2 separate regions of the Mus musculus genome follow, and region 1 is linked to region 2. The links are chromatin contacts, called in public promoter capture Hi-C maps. All regions are on one chromosome and are shown on one strand. Each heading gives the region's core, a stretch centred on a gene start, on an enhancer-like site or on the middle of the called end of the contact. The rest is flanking DNA. Distances are from core to core; before and after follow the strand shown. Region 1 holds the start of Il18rap (interleukin 18 receptor accessory protein). Region 2 holds the start of Chst10 (carbohydrate sulfotransferase 10).

Region 1 (3,190 bases), core at 545-3,044, 1.6 Mb before region 2:
GTAAATGTGCTGAACACTGGGGTACCAGATTTCAGCTAAAAAACAGTACTGGACACAAACAGATTCACTCAGCTACAAAAAGAGAAAATGATTTGGATATCCCATTTTTTATCAATCCAGATAAAACATCAACAAACTTGGGCATTAACCAGTACCACAGCTCAAGTGGGCTTACTAGACATCTATAAAATATTCCAACTAAAATCTTCAGAATATACAGTATTCTCAGCAGTCATGGTAGCTACCATTATTGTTTTTGTCCACAGACCAGCCAAGAACAAAGCCATTCTGAAAAGTCCATACTTCAAGCCCTTGCCTCCCAATGTCTGTTTTTAAAAGACTACACAATCTCATTCTACCATTACCCAAATGCATCAGGAATTCCAAAGAGATCATCCAAGAGTAGAGCATCGTACTTGTTGAGCACTGGCCAACTTAAACCAACATGGCTGCCAATTCTGCATATGGGAGTAAAAATGACTGACAGATACCAGCAAATGTAAAACTCAAGTTTGTCATTCTGTAAAACATGTGTGCTGTCATTCTTATTGTCCCAGTAGAAAACCAAATGTTGCATCACTCATAGCAACGGTGCCCGTTATGAAACAATGACCACATACCTGTTCAGTAGTAGAAGGGAGAATCATATCTGGAGGAAGAGGGTTTCAAAGTTTCTCATCTTGCCACCACTATTCGCCTTCTCTACAGAAGGAGGTCGGAGGCCGGTGAGATGATCTGAAGATCTGCAAGGTCTCTTTCCTAAAATTTTCCAGAAGGCTTTTATTTAAAAATTCTCTCTTTTTCTCAGAAGCAGAAAAAGTTAGCCTGAAGTTATTCAAAAGATACCCAATTTGACCATATTTTAGAGTAATAATGAGCTAAGTTTTTCAAAGAACAAAGCTTTTGCTGGGAGGAGAAAAATGAAAGCTGTGAATGAATCACCAGGAAGCCTCTCAGTCCTGTGCACACCCTTAAAGTACAAATAAAAAAGAGATGCTATGGCCTAGTCTAATAATTGCAGTAGTCAAAGAATACTGATAATGCTCACATGGTCCATAGCAGCTTGTTCAGTGCTTGCCTCCAAAGATGGACAAGTAATGTGGCCATTCAGATTTGACCCGCATTTGATTGAATCCCTCTATAATCCTTTCAATAAAATGTAAGAATCACTGTTTAAAACAAAGGTTTACTTTGTAACTAGTCACTTATACAAGTTAAGGTTAAAACCGACACTGAGATACAAATGTTGCTGCCTAATAGCACACCTGTGATTAAAAATATTCCACAAAAAGCAACTCTTTAGCAATTCACTTTTTAAGTCCTTTAAAAATATATATTAGGGGTTAAGGAATCTAGGGAAAGAATATTCTGGTCTCTTACCTTTGTTTCCTGCTCTTACATACACAACAAATAAAGAAATTCAAGTCTTTATGTCAGTGAATGCCAGCTTGTGCATCTGAAAAAAAAAGTGTGAAAAACACCCATTTTCAAAGGGTTCTGCTACATTTTTTTTTCTTAGCAAGAGAGTTACTTGAAGAAGATTTAAGGACTATCCAACCCATACAGTTTTGAAATAATAAGTTATACCTGGACAGAAAAGGACAACCTTGGAATTTTGTAAAGGACCTCTGGTGTTGGAAAATGCCCAGTCATAACAAAGGAGAAATGAAGTAAACTACCTTTATCCACGGAAGAAAACTCCTGAAATAAAGCATTCAAAGCTGTCCTCTGGCCAGCCTCCTTGACAAGAAAGGGGTTGTGGTTAGGTTTAGTTGAAATGGTGAGTAAGCCTGCTTCCTTTACAGGAATTTCCTGTACCAAATGTTAACATTCGACACGGTTTCTCAACAGGGGAGTTCTTTTTTACTTCCTCCTCCTCCTCTTCCTCCTCCCCCTTCTTCTAAAACAAGCACTGCCAACCTTGCCTTTCATTTCAAACCTAAAGGCTTTCTTCTGATGAACTCTCTCTCTCCAGCATCACTTTTACAGAGCAATAATTTATCAATGAGGAGAGTGATATAACCGTAGCTTTGAAAGGCTCGGAGGCTATGCTTGTGCACCGTGGAATGCCTAATTAAGAACTGCACTGTAATTAAAACAATTTAGAGGACCGTGAGACCACACTAGTCCCAAAGCCTCTTAATTAAACGGAGCCTATTCTCCCCATAAAGACAAGCTGAAGCAGCGGGGCACAGCAAACCATGGGGATTGTTTCAGCACAAGGCTGGAGAAGAGCATAAAATAAAAGCAGAGCCCAAGTTCATGTCAGAGTGGGGGCAAGGTAAGTGTTGACCTGAGGTGAAGGTGAAAATCTAAGAGAAGAGTTAGCAACTGAGGGCAGGTCTAAGCCAATAAATAAATAGATAAATAAATAAATAAAATCATGTATTCATGCTAATTGTGGAACTAGCTCAAATCCCAAAAGGATTTGAGGTTTTCCTACCACCTATTGCAGGTTCAGAGGAAAGCACATGAGGGCACATGAGCTTAGACTCCCAGGGTGTGACAGGGACAGCCCAGTAATCCAAAATCTAAATGGGATTAAAGGAGGAATACTGAGGATGAAGGGGAAACGGATAGACCAGGCATTGTTCATGATAATGGTTTAATTCAGGCTGAGGTACATTCAGAGTGCCTGGGCGTTGGGAGTGTCCTTATCAAACCTCAGAGATCTGAATATAGACCTTAAAGTTAAGCCCAAAGTTACTGCCAGTGTGGTCTCCTGAAGTGAATTCATCAACAGCTTTTCCTTCGAAGCTTAATGTGTCCTTTATAAACTGTTTTTGGAAGAGAAAAGCAGGACATCATGAACCACAGGAGATTTGGGATCAGATGAAGGTCTTAGTCACCACAGGAAACTCAGGCTTTAACACTTGGTACAAGTAAAATCATTGCGGAGCACCCTCATGAATAGAGAGAGCTGACCTGTGGAACAGAAGAGGAGACAGTGTAGAAACAAGTCTAACTGTGTGTGGAAATTTTTAAAAATAGGAAAGAGCATCACAAACTAGACGTAGTGTGGTAACTTAGGTCGCCCTATGGAAAACTACGCAACAAATTCTCCACTCGCACCACACAACAGACTATGTTCCAAATGGACTCAGATCTTTTTACTTAAATTTATTTTTTTAAATTTTTTAATGTTTGCAAATAAATTAAAGTATAATTACAACACGTTTCCTCTTCCCTT
Region 2 (2,949 bases), core at 61-2,560:
GAGGTGGGCAAGGGCTGGCCAGCCATTGTCAGGACAAAAGTCAGTCATAATCTTCATAAATTGGGCCTTTTAAAAGTCACAGCTTCTGAGTGAAACGTACAGAAACTGGACTTCTGAATCACACAGAAGCTGTCTTCTCGGAGCCTGGCCCAGTACTCCTGGGCAGGAGAACAGCCTTGGAGATAATGGGGTCTACTCCCCATTCACTGTCTGTGTTGTGTTCCTGGGGAGGCTTCCTGTCTGCAGATGACTCCTTCTGACTGAGATAAGTTCACTGAGAAACCAACCCTGCCAGTTTGTAAAAGTTTTTCTCCAGACATTTCTTAACCAGTTCTCTCTCTCTCTCTCTCTCTCTCTCTCTCTCTCTCTCTCTGTGTGTGTGTGTGTGTGTGTGTGTGTGTGTGTGGAGAGAGAGAGAGAGAGAGAGAGAGAGAGAGAGAGAGAGAGACATTCTCTGTGTAGACCTGGTGGAAGTTGCTCTGTAGACCAGGCTGGACTAGAACTCAAGAATTTGCCTACCTCTGCCTCCCTATACTGGGATTAAAGTGAGCCACCATGCCCAGGTAACCAATCAGGGTTGTTAAGAAACTATGAATGGGGCTGGAGAGATGGCACAGCAGTTAAGAGGTGGTACCACCTTTGCAGAGGACCTGAGTTCAGTTCCTAGCACCCACACTGAGTAACTCACAATTCCCTCTTAAGTCTTGCTGGAAGGGATCCCACACTTTTCCTGACTCTGTGGGCCCTATATTCAAGTATACACACCCACACAGAGATGCAAACATAAAAATAATAAAAGTAATTTTAAAAAATCTATGGATAGAGGAAGGTGTGGTACCTAGCATTTACCATGCCCTGCATCCCTGAGGCTGAGAAAGGAGGATTGCCTCACGCTGGAGTCCAACCTGAGCTTCGGAGTGAGTTACAGGTAAGCCTGCACTCCATTGAGGCATGGTCTTTTAAAAAAGAAAAAACAAAATAAAACAGAATAGAAACAAATGCAAATAACTAAGGAAGAATAAAGATTTGTACTATACCAAAGCTCAAGCGATCTGACCTTTCCTCAGGTCAAAAAAAATTTTTTTTTTTAAAGAATGATTGTTGATCTACTTATGTGTTTCATTGTCGTTGACATTGTTGCGTTTTCCTAAGTTTTGGATTTCCTTTGCCTTCTCCAAGGTGTTTTCTGCGCGGTGCGGCTGGGTTGCTGCATCTGTACAATTTCTCCACAGGCCAATGGGGACCAGGAGGCCTGGGATGGTGGGTGCGCGGTGCGTCCTCCTGGCTTCCTGCAACGTGGACGCGCGCGCGCGTGCACAGCGGTGGCGGCGACGACGCGCAGGACCAGGCCCACACTCCCGGGCGGCAGTGGGCGGCGGTCTTGCACCCCGAAGCTCGCACGCGCCCGGCTTCCTCCTTCCGGCGTGGCTGCACCCCTGCACCCTGCAGGAGGGTAGGCGGGTAGCGGTGCGGAGGTCTGGGCAGAGCCCGCCTCCGGGGCTCCGGGGACGCCCACAGGCCCCGCGAGGCCCGAGCAGAGCGCCAGCGGCTGGGAGGAGCGCGAGCGCCGATGTACGAGGGTGAGCTGGGAACTCGGGGGTGGCGGGTCTCAATGAAGTGCTGTCCCCCACCCCTTTGCCGGGTAGACAGAAGGGTGGTGGACTCGGTTTTCCTCAGCGAGCTACCTCGGTGTGTGCTGTGGCGACTTAAAGACGTCCCTGGATGGAGAGATTCCTGGGAAGAGCCTTCATCACTTAATTATGCAACGAGGCGGCGTCCTTGTGCTGGATGCAGTGATGAATGGAATCGATGATACTTGAACCATCCATCGTCTACCTTTGCCACCCTGGGATGGAGACTTGCGTTTGTAAATGTGGGGTGGGGTGGAAAGAGGAGAATGTTTTCCCACTTGGGTCCCAGGAGCGTGCTGGGAAGGAGGACTGGAGGGAGGAACCTGTGCAGCCTTTGCGAAGGAGCGCACGGTTGAGCGCGGCTCCCGGGGCGCTAGGGGAAGGAGTTCTGCCTGCGAGCAGGTCCTGCTTGCTGGCCCATACCTTCACCAAGAGGTCTGTCAGAAGTTGGAGGTCTAGGCATCAATTACTGCACTTTCTGGCTGGAAAGATGAAACAGGTTTTCCAAAAGCTGGTGCTTTTTCGTTCTCCAAGTCTATTCAAGGCAGGAAAGGGCAGGGCAGTGAATACAAAGTAGCTCAGCCAGGCAGGTTCTGGTTAGCCACAAGGAGTTGGGTTTTTGCGCTGGTCTATTGGAACTGCCAGAGCAGGATATGTCTTGAGACATTCTTAAAGTGAGACAGCTCAGCTTCGTTCCCGCTTGCTGATCACTAGCCACGACTTCATCTTTTCTAAGTGACTGGGTTAAAAAGAAAAGACACAAAGAGAGAAATGACTTTCTACCTTCAGTGGTCCCCAGGATAATTAGGACATAGTTTATCTTAAAGCAGAATTGGAGTTTCAAGATGAAAAGAAAAATCTTCACATGTTTGCTCTTGACCCTCAAGAACAGAAGAAATTCCCAAGAAAGCCGCCCCCTCCCGGAAAGGAAAATAGAGTTTTGTTTGTTTGTTTGTTTGTTTTGTTTTTGCAAAGTTGAACAAAGAGCATCAGAAAACACTTGCAAGTATTCTGTGCCACTTGCAGTAATATTTGGGTCCGTTTTGAAGAATTAGGAGAGAGCCAGGAGTACGGTGGGGAGAGAGGACTGACTATATAAGACCCTGAACTTGAGATCTTCTGAACCAGACAGTTTTCTCATCACACAGTCTGGAATTGCTTAAGCTATGTGAGGCGAACTTACCATTAATTTTAATACTGAGGTTTTCCTGTTTTAGAATAAAGGCCATTGTTTGTTTATTGTGCCAACAGCCCTACCTATGATTTCTCTAATGCCACCAGGTTGACGTTTATTCCATTATTCATTTATCAAGTGACG

What was found. Promoter capture Hi-C pulls out the DNA fragments that hold promoters and counts their contacts.
Region 1: a promoter capture Hi-C map of pre-B cells shows a contact between it and region 2, with 2.7 times the contacts expected there. The contact joins the promoter of Il18rap here to the promoter of Chst10 in region 2.

What each region holds. Positions count from the first base shown.
Region 1 is chr1:40,513,966-40,517,155 of GRCm38.p6, reverse strand. Il18rap (interleukin 18 receptor accessory protein) reads right to left here and starts at 1,794. Exons shown (of 13, transcript NM_010553.4): 1 at 1,680-1,794; 2 at 1,381-1,456; 3 at 621-759.
Region 2 is chr1:38,896,521-38,899,469 of GRCm38.p6, reverse strand. Chst10 (carbohydrate sulfotransferase 10) reads left to right here and starts at 1,310. Exons shown (of 7, transcript NM_145142.2): 1 at 1,310-1,580. Gm51581 reads right to left here and starts at 2,860. Exons shown (of 3, transcript XM_030243909.1): 1 at 2,815-2,860; 2 at 1,837-2,068; 3 at 520-1,753. The coding sequence starts at 2,860. The coding sequence ends at 1,120.